Regions from separate parts of the Rattus norvegicus genome. Here region 1 is linked to region 2. Evidence: chromatin contacts called from public Hi-C data. All regions are on one chromosome and are shown on one strand. Each heading gives the region's core, a stretch centred on a gene start, on an enhancer-like site or on the middle of the called end of the contact. The rest is flanking DNA. Distances are from core to core; before and after follow the strand shown. Region 1 holds the start of Hipk2 (homeodomain interacting protein kinase 2). Region 2 overlaps Hipk2 (homeodomain interacting protein kinase 2).

What was found. A called contact is a pair of places that touch in the nucleus more often than the background predicts.
Region 1: a contact with region 2 is called in a Hi-C map of frontal cortex, with 3 times the contacts expected there. The contact joins the promoter of Hipk2 here to the enhancer-like site in region 2. A contact is called at or near these places in 5 of 12 Hi-C or Micro-C datasets (Schwann cells, frontal cortex, liver and 2 more) and 1 of 1 datasets of contacts at active chromatin or transcription factors (oligodendrocytes).

The regions. Positions count from the first base shown.
Region 1 is chr4:68,582,111-68,588,976 of GRCr8, reverse strand. Hipk2 (homeodomain interacting protein kinase 2) reads left to right here and starts at 2,869. Exons shown (of 15, transcript NM_001108622.1): 1 at 2,869-2,976. The coding sequence starts at 2,958.
Region 2 is chr4:68,441,047-68,447,742 of GRCr8, reverse strand. It overlaps Hipk2 (homeodomain interacting protein kinase 2), which reads left to right. Exons shown (of 15, transcript NM_001108622.1): 8 at 3,311-3,518; 9 at 4,384-4,505. Among named protein-coding and RNA genes, the nearest start is that of Clec2l, 79 kb to the right of the region's middle. Within about 2 kb of position 3,407, at least 44 of the 93 cell types and tissues checked have an H3K27ac peak or open chromatin away from gene starts, as enhancers often do.

The sequences.
Region 1 (6,866 bases), core at 1,620-4,119, 140 kb before region 2:
CTTCTTGAACCCCTACTATTTAAACAAATTCTCTTGAATCTAACCTCAGAAGCAGTGGTGAGAGCTATAAGAAACACGTTTTTATAAAAAAAAATCAACTTCCTAATCGATGTGCTGATAGAGGTGAAGATGAAGTAAGTTGCCATTATCTCCCATTGCCTACCATGTATCAGGCTAGGGATAAGCTGTTAAGACCTGGGGTTGGGGATTTGGCTCAGTGGTAGAGCGCTTGCCTAGCAAGCGCAAGGCCCTGGGTTCGGTCCCCAGCTCCGAAAAAAGAATAGAAAAAAAAAAAAAAGATGTTAAGACCTATGTGGTTTCTGCCTTCATTGAGCGTATAGGCAGAGATACACTGCCCAACATGGTAGCCACTGGCCACGTGTGCCTATTAAAATTAATGCTTAGATCCTCAGTCAGTAGCTGCATTTCATCATGTGTTCAATGCCACAAGCAGATGGAAACTCCCAACACTGCAGAAATTTCTGTTGACCAGCATGGGAAGAGGCAAAGGAAGCAACAAGCAATTGCATACTATGTGGTAAAGGTGGAGTAGAAACTGATGGGTGCAGGGGAGCATACTATCTACACTAATATTCTTATTATAATTAAGATGTGGAAACCAAGACTCAGTGAGGTCAGGCAATGAGACCAAGTTTATACACTTGCCAAGTGGAGAGCTGGTATTTGAACTCAGGCTTGTCTTCTTCATGTATTCTTTAGGTTGTTTTGTGAAAGAAATGAGCCAACCCACAGGTAGGAATTCTTTAAAGAGAGACGGCACCACGTGTGGGAATGTGACATTTTGGGCAAAGGCATAGATGAGCAAGGTTGGCAGAGGAGCACAGGTAAACCAGTCAGGCTGGAGAGGTAGTGATTTGTTGAAATCATGTCCTAGGAGAGGTAAGTTGGAACCTGTCTGTCTTGACTAAAAGCCAAGGAACTTAGAGACTTAGCACTAGATGAAGGCAAGTCTTTAGAGGATAGGAACAGGAAGATGGAGTGGCCAGAACCACTCAATACAAGAGAGTGGCAGTGTTTAGGAGCAACTGGCCATGAACAAATCTCAGGAGACCACTTAAGGATTACAAGGAGATAGAAAGGAAGGGGCAAATGAAGGATGCGAGGGAAGATCAGCATGGGAGACCTAAAGACCCAGGTTAAGGTTCAATACTTTGTATCACTGGACAATATCTTTTCTATTGCGGGCTTCTTTCCTTAGACTACAAAAAGGCAAGGCAGACCCAGATGACTTCTGAGGCTCCCCTCTAAGAGTCTACAAATGTGAGTGACTTTAGGTTAAGGAAAGCACTGCTAAATATTGAGGCAAAGAAGATGGTCGTCAAGGACCATTCCAAAATGAAGAGAAAATTACTTTCCAGTAACAAAGCCAGCTAAGAGTATGCAGGAGCTAGCTTGTCTTTCCATTTTGGTAGGAGGATGAGCACGGGATCCAGAAGATGCTAAGATAGTGAGAAAACAATGGTCTTAAAAAGAAAGGAAAACAATGGCTTGTTTTACAGAAAGTTCTGTAGAGTTATAGGCCATCATTTTACACCCCCACCCTCAAGATAGCTTTTAAACTGTTTTTGATCTATGAACTACAGGTAGGAAATACAGTTTACATCAGGTGTCCAGTATTCATACCTGAAAGTAAAGGTTTTATGAGACAACAATCAACCTCCCTAAGGGCAATGGGCTCTAATATTTTTTGCTAGATTCTTACATTTTGTTGGCTTTTCAAAAGCTTTGTTGTCACCCACTTAATTTCTTTTATGATCTATTCATGTATCAAGACTCAACAAGTTTTCGTAAGTTGGAGGCAGAGGCAGGGCGTCCTGTGCTGACATTCAGAAGCGAACTGGGGAGGCAAACCAGGGCAGGGATTCAGGCTTTGAGAGTTTAAAGAACGTTTCGCCCCGGCCCGAGTAAGTTGAAAAAAGCAAAACCCCGGAACCGCTAGGTGGGACCCTTCCACCCGGATGATGGAGAAGAGGGCTCCCCAAACACCGGGGTCAGGCGTTCATCCTGACGTTGCGTTTTCCCGGGGCGTTCAGGGGGCTCCCTAGACATTCTCCCGAGAGGACGACGCGCCCACTCCCTCCATTCATTTCCCTCGCCTGTAGGCTAGAACGGAGCCCGCACGCGCTGGGGCGAAGACACTTTGCCCGGCAGCGGGACCGCTGACGGCGGCAGCGGATCGCGCTCCCCGGCCCGGCCGGCGCGCGCACACCCACGCGCGCACTCCCAAGCACGCACACACAAAGTTGTGGCCGCCTCCACCGCGGAGCTCCGGTCGGCGGCTACGGGCCAGCGCACCGCGCTCTCGCACAGCCCGGCTCGCACGGCCGCTCGGCTCCCCTCGGGCCGCGCTCGGCCCCCGCCGACGCCGGGCTCTGCCCTTCGGCTCGGCCCTCCCCGCCTCGCATCCGTGCCATCGGCGCTCGATTGCGCGCGGACTCCCTGGGGCTCTTCCCGGCTCGTTCGCTCGCGCTTGCCCGCCCGCCCGCTCGCGCCCGGCCGCGCCGCCCCGCCCCCGCCCCCTCCCCCCTGCTCCTCACGGGCAACTTTTGCCGGCGCCCCCGCCTCACAGCCATGCGGAGCTGAGCTCCGGCCCGGGCCCTGGCCGCCGCAGCCCGCCCCGGCTCCCGCCCTCGCGGACCCGCCCGGCCCTTGGCCTCGGCGCCCTAGCCGCCCCGGGCCGGCCGAGCCCCCCGCGTAGGGCCCGGGCCGCGGCTACGGCGGCGGCGGCGGCGGCGGCGGTGGCGGCGACGCGCCCGCCCGGCCCCCTCCCCCGGCGCCGGCCAAGTGAGGCGGTGATGCGGGCGCTGGCGGCCTGGGCTGCGCCGAGAGCGGAGACACAGGCTCAAGATGGCAGATTCCCACTGAGGCTGAGGGGGCCGAGCTCGCGCGCCGCGTTCCCTTCTCCGTTGCCATGAACCGCGGACACCCCGGCCCCGATGGCCCCCGTGTACGAAGGTAAGGGGCGCCCAGCCCGCGATTCCTTGCTCGCTCGACCAGCCGCGGCCCCCGTAGCTTTGTTCTGCCCGCGGCCCCTTGCCCGGCAGCCCCGGACCGCAGCCCCGGGCCCTGGTCCTGGGGGCTCGCGACCCTCCCGGGTGCTCCCATCCCGGGCCCAGACGGGACCGGAGCCGGCCTGGAGCAGGATCTTATTTCCAGGGCAGAGAAGGTGGCTGGGGGGTGTGTGCCGGTGGGCTGCTGCCCAAAGAAAAGAAATGGGGGCGGCGTGTGGGAAAAGACGGATCCGTGACTGCTTTCTGTTTATTTGCGATAAATGAAGGTGATGCGGTCCTCCCCCATTACCTTTAAACGATCTCCGTTCTACTTGTCCGTCCTCTCTGCTCCCCTTTCCAAACATCTCCACTCCTACCCCACACTCCTTTATTCTTCCCGAGCCTCCGATTTTTTTGGGGGGTGGTGGTGGTGGTGGTAGTGGCTGTGGAATCCGATTGAAAGGGGCCAAGCGATGAGAGAGGGTTGAGATGAAAAGTCCATTTCAGACCCAGGCAGAACAATGAAATAGGCTCAAAATCTCCCCGCAGTTGGCGTGTGGAAGGGAAAATGTAGTTTGGTTTTTTTTTGGGGGGGCGGGAGGGGCGAAAGAAGGTTTTCTGGCTCGGCCTGGGTAGATCGGTGCTGTGCACCTTCACCTGGCGTTGGCTGATTTTTTTTTCCCATTTGGCTGTCTTCAGAAGAAAGAAAAGGTAAGGCGATACAGCTGCCTCGCGCACTCTTTCGGTTCTCTTCAGTCAGTTCCGTCAGCTTGCAGCGAGAAAAATCAAGCCGGAATCAACTAAGTTTTTACACTTCTATGTGTTTTTGTGTGCTTGTAGTACGGGGTATTTTTCAACCAAAGTGTGCTAGATTTTTTTCAGTTATTTCATCGTGAAAATGTTTCTTTCGTGAAATCATTGAAATAGCAGCCCTTTTACATACTTTTAGCGTGGGTCCATCTGGCTTTCTTTCGGTTTTGTTCAGATATTCTGTGGATGAAATCGCAAATGAGAGGGAAATGGGTTCGCCAGGAACCAAGAGGAGGGGCTAGGGGAGATTGTAATCCTTTAAACCCGGGGAACTGTTGGGCCGGGTGAAACAGGGATCTCATTAATAGTTTTATCTCTGTTAGGAGAGGCTGATTTAAAAAAAAAAAAACTTATCTGAAAAGAAAATCTGTTATTAGTTCCAGGGCTCTGAATGAATTAGGTTTCTGCACGGAATAAAGTTACCAGTCAGGCTCTGAATAACGAGGCTGTAAATAACCTATGGACTGTAAATATTTTTTCCAGAGTCTCTTAGAGACAAAGGGGCTGTTTAGAAAGCAACAGAGAAATGTTATTCCAGGGGCTTTCCTCTTTGATTCCGAAGAACACAAGGTCTATTTAACCGTTCCACAAAACAAAACAAAATTTCGGGTCACTCCACCACGTAGAATAGGAACATGCCAGTGGGGACGTGAGCATGTAGGAGAGCCCATGTCGGGCATTCATTGTTCATCTGTGTCTAGGGGAGGGGGGCTGCAGTCAAAGCTCCCACTGTCTAGAGTGTTAAAATGAAACAGTTTTCTCTTTATTAAGTACCTCCTTGAGACTCCCTCTGCTGGACACTCGGGGCGAGCATTTTAGAAAGAACTTGGCATTGAATTCACAACTGTAATAGAGGAATAAAAATTCCTCTTCCAGGAGGCTGGGGTAGGTGGGTCGGGACATATTTTGTCAACTTTGAACAAAACCACCCAGGGAACTTCATTTATCAGGTTGATTTCATTTGAAATCCGTGAGGAATGTAGGCTACCCCCCTGGGGCTAAGTAAGACCCAGCACAGTTAGTCCTAGAACATTGTTCTTTTAGTGATTATGTCGGAAAAAGAATTACAGGTGTGTAAAGTGTTTCAATGTAGAACTGTGGAGCTCAGAGGTCTCCACTCATAGTTTTACTTTCCAACCCTCCTTTCTCCAAGGCAACCTAGTTCATCACCTCCTTTCAACCCTGGGTTTTCTTTAGCCTTGTCTGTGGGTTCTCTTAATTGTTGTTTTGTTTGTAGATTTTTTTCTTCTTCAGGAGAGCATCTCTTCACATCTTTAGAATTTCCTAGTCTTGCTCAGCACTGCTTCTCCACCAACCCAGAGTCACTTAGCCCCAAAGTCAGGCCTGACTGGTCTTTTTGAAAGAGACTTCTGTTAGGCATGCTATGAGACAGAGAAATGACCTCCATAGTCAAGGTCTATGCTTCGAGGACCTACATTTACTCACAGTGCTGAGTGTATCCAAGACTACAGTGACCTCTCCCTTGACCCCCAGTGACAATCTGTGGATTCAGTGAACCTGATTTTTATATTTCAACCAGAACCCGGGTCTCTCTCTCTCTCTCTCTCTCTCTCTCTCTCTCTCTCTCTCTCTCTCTCTGTGTGTGTGTGTGTGTGTGTGTGTCTGTGTGTGTGTGTGTGTGTGTGTCTGTGTGTCTTAAATGAACAGGATTTTTCTTACTGACTTCTCCAAAGGAGGGATTTCTCCTCCTAATAGTTCCACATGATTCTTCTTAGGAGTCTAATGACACATGAGACTTTTTAACTGGAATTTCTCAAATGGAGTGTGACTCGAATACCCAGTGAAGGCTGGAATGTGGACTTTAGACAGGTGTGCTGTTTTTGAAACAAAGCACATTTGATAATATGAACTAATAAGTGGCAAAGTGTGAACAGTCTTCTAGTACTGTTTAAGAGTTGCTTTGTAAACCTCACAGTAGTTTTCAGTGACTTGGTTCTGATCAAGTTAAACTTCTTATAATAAAGGGGGGTATTTTCTTAGAAGGTTAAACATTTGCCTTATGATTATATTTCTCCATCAACTTGCTTACCTAGGTCTTTTCAGTATGTAGTGCAAAGGTCAACCACAGGGGTTTGTATTTCTATGGGTTCCCAATTAGAGAGACCTAAATTCCGAGTTTAGGCTAGTTGATCAGTATGGAGGAAACCAAAGAACCTTCCACATTCAGACTTGTAAACACTGACATGCTGAAATCCCTCATCAGATGGACCTGAAGACACACAGCCACCAAGATGCAAACCAGGAAACAAGACTCTGAATCATCATCTTCCCTGAAATGAATTTTATAATGCATCATCTATAATAACTTTGCCCGTGTTTTTATTGTAAATTTTTAAATAAGAAAGCATAACTATTGTTTTCCTTGTTGTTACATCTGAATAGTGAATCAAAACTCATTAGTTTTATCTTTGGTACTGGACAGGATGGCAGGACACTCAAATCAGAGAAAGTAGAGTTTGAATCTAGCTTATGACTTTGGTATCTCATTTTTCAGAACATTTATCCTTTATTGGATCGTGTGAGAATACTATTAGATCCCAGTCTATGTAGTAGAGTTCTTGCCTAGAGAAGGCATTTTCTCACTCTGTGTTAAATCCCTCTGTTCTGTCTTTTTTTTTTTTTTTTTTTTTTTTTTGGTTCTTTTTTTCGGAGCTGGGGACCGAACCCAGGGCCTTGCGCTTCCTAGGTAAGCGCCCTACCACTGAGCTAAATCCCCAGCCCCAAATCCCTCTGTCTTTAGTTGTTTACAGGCATGATGACTCCAGGGAAAGCATAACCCTCAAATAGTTTAGAAAACCAGCACTAGGAACATTTCAATTTCAATTATTAATCTCCTGCTATTCCTTTTCTAGTTTGGGAACCAGCAACAATAAACCCCCATAGCCACAGAAGAAAGAACCTTTTTCTTTTCCTCCTCTGTGACCTTTCCCGAGTCTTTATTCCCATTAAGCTTCTGCTGGTTTCAAGTACAGAATGTCTTCTTCCACAGCAGCACTTTTGTGCTATGTTAAAAATGTGCAAACA
Region 2 (6,696 bases), core at 2,158-4,657:
AGTTGCTGGGAATTGAACTCAGGACCTCTGCAAGAGCAGTCAGTGCTCTTAACCGCTGAGCCATCTCTCCAAAACAGCTCTTAAGAACCACAGAGAACAGGGTAAAATGTCACCCACACCATCACACACACTTTCATCTGCTGATCCCTAAGCAGGATCAGAAACTGAGGGAAACTCTCAGTGTACCTACTGGTCACTCTGGGGACTGGTGCTCATATCATAACATGTGTTCCACTCCTGGTGAAACAATACATAAGCTAAAATCAGATCCTGATATAGGCTGCACACATAAGGGTCAGGTAAGGCAAGCAGGCAGAGGACCACAAGTCCTCCCCCATGAGTCCGTCTCCCAAGGAGGATTAATCAGCACACTGTGGCTGAAGTTGAGCCACACACTCACAGGTTACTGTACACGAACACATAGAAATAGCTTATTCCTACTGTCAGGGAAAGTTCTGCTTTGGAATCCTGGTGTCAAGGCTGGCACCAAAGCACAGAGGCTCAGAGATAACTCTTTGGGCCGAAGGATTCCTATGAGATGAATAGCCTGTATTCACAGAAGGCTAGGAAAACAACTAGACTAATCTGTCTTGAAGGAAAAGATAGATATGTTCATTTATTAAGGAGGGTACCTAAGGGTCTATAGAGAGCAAAGGGTACTGGGTCAAGATGCATACACAGCATTCATGAGGCCATTACTGGAATTTCTAAACAGGTGCTTAAATGCAGAGCAGGGTGCTAATGTGCAAAGTAGTCTTTAAGAGAGATGACTTTGTGGGTAAGAGCACTGGCTGCTCTTCCAAAGGACCTGAGTTCAATTCCTAGACCCACATTGTGGCTCACAACCTGTTGGGAAGACCCACAAATACTGTGTTTACTGGCTATGAAAACGTGTGTCCCTGTGTTCTCAGTTATTAGTTGCTGGTCAGCACAGGCTAGTGGGATATGTAAATGTTTGTCTCTTCCTCACCTGCCCAAAAAAAGAAAGGCAAACTGCTGTGAGGAAGGTCGTACAGCCCTCAGTGCCAAAAAGCAATTCAGAGGATGGACTGGGTGTTGTCCTGCTGCTGATTGTTTCAAACTGGAGTAGTTAAGTGTAGCCTTCTGCAGAATAAAGAGCTGGTGGCTGGAGCTGGGGCAGACTGACCAGCAGGACAGACATGGGAGAGAGAAGGAAGAATGGGAGCAAGGCAGGGAGGTAGGGCAGAGAGAGCCACATGGAGAGAGGCACAATGAAGAGAAGTTGGTTTAAGTAAGAGGATAACTGAGAGATTGTTCCAACAAACAGGCCAACAGCTTCAAACTACATAGATGTCTCTGTGTCTTTACTATTATTAAACCTGGAGCAGAACTCAAATGCCCCGCAGTAATAACTCTGTAATTCCAGTTTCAGGGAACACATGCTGGTAAAACACACATACGTGTTTCTAACAATTAAAAGAGAGAGTTGATCCTGTGCCCAAGAACTGAAAGAAGTACAGAGCAGGGGCTCACCAGTCAGGGACTTACAGGCGCTGGGCACCTGAGAACAACTAAAACAATCCGTTGATTCTAGGGAAATTTGGAAGGCAGAGGCATTGGTCACGGTGACTGATCAGAGGATGGGAAAGCCCAGTCCAATGGGAAGAGATTGGTGCCTTGACTTCAAACAGCAGACCCTTGAGGTCTGAGCTCGTAGTGTCTGAAATGACAGTGGAAAATGTGGTAAAGGAATTGCCAGAAAGAATAATGGCGTGGGGGAAACTGGAGATGGGTGTTGTGGTCAGTACACAGACACTGGCTCCCACCATACCTCCAGGAGGCACTGTGTGGGCTGCTGAAAATGCATACACAGTTAAAATATGCAGCTCAAAATCTAAATAAGTGTGTCATAGGAATTTGTAATCATTTTCAAATAAATGTATTGTCTTGAACTAAATTCCAGCACAGAATCTAAGTATAAAAAGACCACATAGCTCGGTAGACGTGCCTCGTGTATGCAAGACTCTGGATTTGTTTGATTTCTGAAGCACCACAAAAAAGAAAAAGTAAAACAAGGGTTGGACATTTTTATGAAATTTGACATTAACTCCACTTGAAATTCTCTCTACATGTGTGTCCTTTTACATGGGACACTTTCCTTCTAGTTTCTAACAAGTTCAAAGTAGTCCCCAAACTATTAAAGTGTGTGTGGCCAAAACATACATGAGTATTACTCAGCGCCCACCTGCTCCTTAATACTGACTCCTTACATACAACTCCTTCTAGACAGCTTCCCTCTGAAGCCACTGCTAACTCCTGCCTCTCTTTGCTTAAAGATCAGCATGAAGAATGCTAAGGAGAGAAACAAAAGAATTCCCAACAAAGAATTCACTTTCCTTCTACAGCTGTTTCCTTCCATTGGAAGTTCAGTTTCAAAAGACAGATCCCAATGTTTGACATCTACTGCTTCCATCTACTGCTTTTACAGTAGCAGGTCCTACCCTGTGCTGAGGGTATCTGCACACAGCACTGTTAGATCTGAGGACTCTGCCTGGGCTTCCCTTCTGGTGCATAGACTAACGTGCTAAGATCTGTTTATACAGGACTCAGGCAGAGGACCCTCTTCCAGGATTTGTCTACCAAGCATAAACTACCTCACGGGAGCAGAGGGGAGGTTGGGTGGGGTTTGTGGGCTGGCAGCACAGTACAAGTGCATCTGAAACCGCTCAAGTTGGAGGAGCCAAGCTAAGGCATGGAGAAGAAGGGCGGGGCTTAGCTTTTCCCACCCTCCCCATCATCACATTCCATTGTAGAAACCGGGGAATACAAAGACTCTCAGCCCAAACCTCCCTGTCTAGGATGAAAAGAGACTGAGACTTTCATTAAACAATTTGGTTCTTTTGTTGTTGGTGGTGGTGGTGTTTGTAGCCCTGGTGAACCTCAAACTCAGTATATCGCCAAAGATAATCTTAAACTTCTGATCCTCCAGCCTCAGCCTCTTGAGTGCTGAGGTTACAGTGATTTGCCACTATAGCTGTTTTGTGCAGTGCTGGGCACTGGACCCAGGGTACCATGCGTGCCCGGCAAACACTCTACTAACTGAGCTACATCCCAGCCCCTCAACCAGATGGTTTCCTAGACCAAGCTAACTTCTCAGTAGTCAGGTGTGTGGGTCCCACAAACATGACAGTTCAGCTGGATTCCTGCCCCTCTTTTTGCTTTTTTTGCTCTTGGTTTGTTTATTCTCCTTTAAATTCATGTGTTTGATTTAGATTCATGTCTCCCAACATACCACCTCCCTCATTTTTTATTTTTGTTTATTTTTGTTTAATCCCCATCATTCCTTTAGGCTCCCACCTCCACCAGTGCCACTCTTTCCTTAGCCAATCCCGAAGTCTCCATACTAAACTACCAATCTACACTCTACCAGCCCTCAGCGGCATCCATGGCCGCAGTGGCCCAGCGGAGCATGCCCCTGCAGACGGGAACAGCCCAAATTTGTGCCCGGCCTGACCCTTTCCAGCAAGCTCTCATCGTGTGTCCCCCTGGCTTCCAAGGTAAGCTAAACCAGTTCTTGCAGGACCACTTAAAGGTTCTAGCCCCTGCTGTTTCCCAGAATGCACCCTGTCAGCAAAGAAAGCCCTCTTCCTTCCCATCCTAAGGATGCAATGTGGCTATCCCTGAATTTGGAGGCTGGTCTCCCGCTGCCACCAACCTAGAAACAATGCAACTTATGCTCTAGTACCAAGTCCACTTGTTGTTGTTCCCTGCACCTGCAGAGCTGTGGCTCTAGCCAGCTGCCTATAAAGAGGCCCATTGTCTACTCCCATTGTTATGCTGATGTCAGCTCCAACTCTCCTCACATGAAATGCTCTCCCTACGTTATCTGTAGAAAATTGCCAGTCTCTGACACTTCATGTGGAGAATATAGATTTGTCTGAATGGTGCCTCCCAGGGCCGCCTCCCCTTTGGCCATGATCCCGGGCTCTTTTCCTGTGAACCTGAAGCAGCTAGAGATGAAATGTACTTGTCACACTTTACACAGAAAGCTCAAGGTCAGATTTTGCAAAGCACCCATGTAAGCACACATGCTGGTACTCAGATACCAGCCACACAATGCAGAGGGAGCCCTGCAGGGATGATGTCCCCAGCATCCTTTGCTGTGACACTCAGTTATCTCCATGGCCAGCAACCATTGTTTCCTCTTGTAATTTGTCATTTTAACTGCCCTGGTTTTGGCCACACAACGTTAATATTGGGGTGGGGGGTGTTTGTGGGGAGTAGGGGACTACTTTTAACTTGTTAAAAGCTAAAAGGCAGTGCCCCGTGGCTGTGCAGTAAAGCTAGCTGAGCTGCCCGGATGGGTCTCTTGGGGGTCCCTGTCATTGACCTCCCTCCTGTCCCTTACCCATGACTGAACAGGCCTGCAGGCCTCTCCCTCCAAGCACGCTGGCTACTCAGTGCGGATGGAAAATGCTGTTCCCATCGTCACTCAGGCTCCGGGCGCTCAGCCTCTTCAGATCCAGCCAGGTCTGCTTGCTCAGGTAAGTCTCCTCCGCATTGCTCGAATTCCATCATCCATGTCTCCTGCTGACTCCCTGGTGATGAGCAGGAGGAGTCTGTCAGGACACTGGAATACGTTAGTAATGTTCCACATGATCCCCATGTGAATTACCCACTAAGTGTCTAGTGACAATCCCAAGAAGAAATTTAGATAGTCTAGGAGTCTAGGGAAATTATTATTGTACCTTTGTAAAGCAAATTCATCTAGGAAACCTAGGTTTTAAGCCTAAATCTACTAGCAATTCTCAATGACCTAAGGCAAGTCAGTTAACATCTCTTTGCCTCAAATTTCTTTCTTGGAAAATAGAAGTGGTTCTTAGAGCCAAAGAGCCCTGGAGATTATTCCCTCGTTTGTAGAGTTGGGAAAACAGATATGCAGAAGCTGTGGGCTGGACCTGTCCTTTCCTTTCCATATAGGTGTTAACTGTAGAATAAGATCACAAAGGTGAAAAGTGGAAAGGTATAAAGGGTTACAATTTATACTAACAGTACTGGTGTAGTACCAGAAACCAATCCTTAAAGACACTTGATCCAATGACAAATATATTTTCTTTATGCCAGGCACTTTACAATTAATCTGTTTAATCCTCACAACATAGAAAGATATTTGTCACTATTTGACCGACATAGGGACTTGCTCAGAACCATAGAGCAGCCATGTATGGGGCACACACCTATCCTACCAGTACACAGCTGGCTGAGGCAGGAGAATTATTAGTTCAAGACCTGGCTAGGCTATATAGTGAGTCTAGGCCATCCTGCACCAAACAGTAAGACCTGTGTTAAAACAAAAACAGTAACTAGATATCAGAACCATCGGAACCAAGACTCAGTCTAGACATGTAACACCAATGTCCGTACTTCCCACCATCTCAGATCACTTCCATGTCATCTCTCTGCTGCCGGGCATCAAGGATGGCTTGACCTGTTAGTGTCAGCTTTACATCTAAGTAAGGGAGTGTCCCAAAAGACTTCCCCAAATTGTTCTCCAAATAGTTTGTTTCTAGAAGTGGTTTTCCTTGTTTTAGTTTATAGGACATCAAATTGAATAAGTCTGTTCCTGGCTCTCATGTAGCCCATTGGCCTCTCTAATATCCAATCTTCACCAACTGTGTCTTGGTATCTGCTAGGGAATGCCCTGTTCTTTTACAGTTCTTCAAAATTTCCATAGGTATTCTAGTCTCTTTTCTTTTCCATATGCATTTTACCATAAATTATCCATAAAAAGAAAAAGAAAGAAAAAGAGAAAAAGAGGAGGGAAGGGGAAGGAAAGGAAAGGAAAGGAACGGAAAGGAAAGGAAGAGAGGAGTCAGACAGTCAGGCAAGCAGGCAGGCTAACTTGTGGGCTAGAAAGATGGCCCAGTAGTTAAGAGCACTGACTCTTCCAGAGGCTCCAGGCTCAATTCCCAGCACCCACAGGGTATTCACAACTCCCATTCAGAGGACCCAATGATTCCCCCCTTCTAGTTTCTGTGGGCACTGCCACATGCAAATTGCCCAGAAATGTATCCAGGCAAAATACTAATACACATAAAAATAAGCAGTAAATGCTTTACATTTTGTTGGTTTTGTTAATTATACTTGTACTCGTTTATTTGCTTTTTGTCTATAGGCATATAGCGGATTTGGATCTATTGGGATTGTCATGTAACTAGCCTTCTGTTTTTGTGAATCCTTTTGAATTTGCCATGTAGACAAGTCTTTTTTGTAGTTATAAATAATAATTTTGTTTCTTAATCTTCAATCTTTGTACTTTTTCTATTGCATATGTATCCTGGACTGAAAGGGCAGTTCAAAATGGTATTTAATAACAGATTAAATCAGGGATCTTTTACTTTTGTCCAGTTTGCTTTCTAAAGGAAATTGTTGACGCTATTTCCCATAATGCATTTTATATTTCCTCTAAGTAATTAATAGAGACTTTTAACTTTTAACTAAATATTCTATATATCAAATATACTTTCTCATCTATTTGAATAACCATGTGACTTATTTCCTACGAGTTATGTTAATAGATTTTGTAATGTTAAATTATCCTTGTATTTATAAAAAACTTTATTTGATCATGCCGTGCTTGGTGTGATGACAAGCTTTTTGAGCTCAGTTTGCTACTATTGTGATTAGTAGTTTTTTCATATGTGTTCATAAATGAGAAATATCATGATTTCCCTT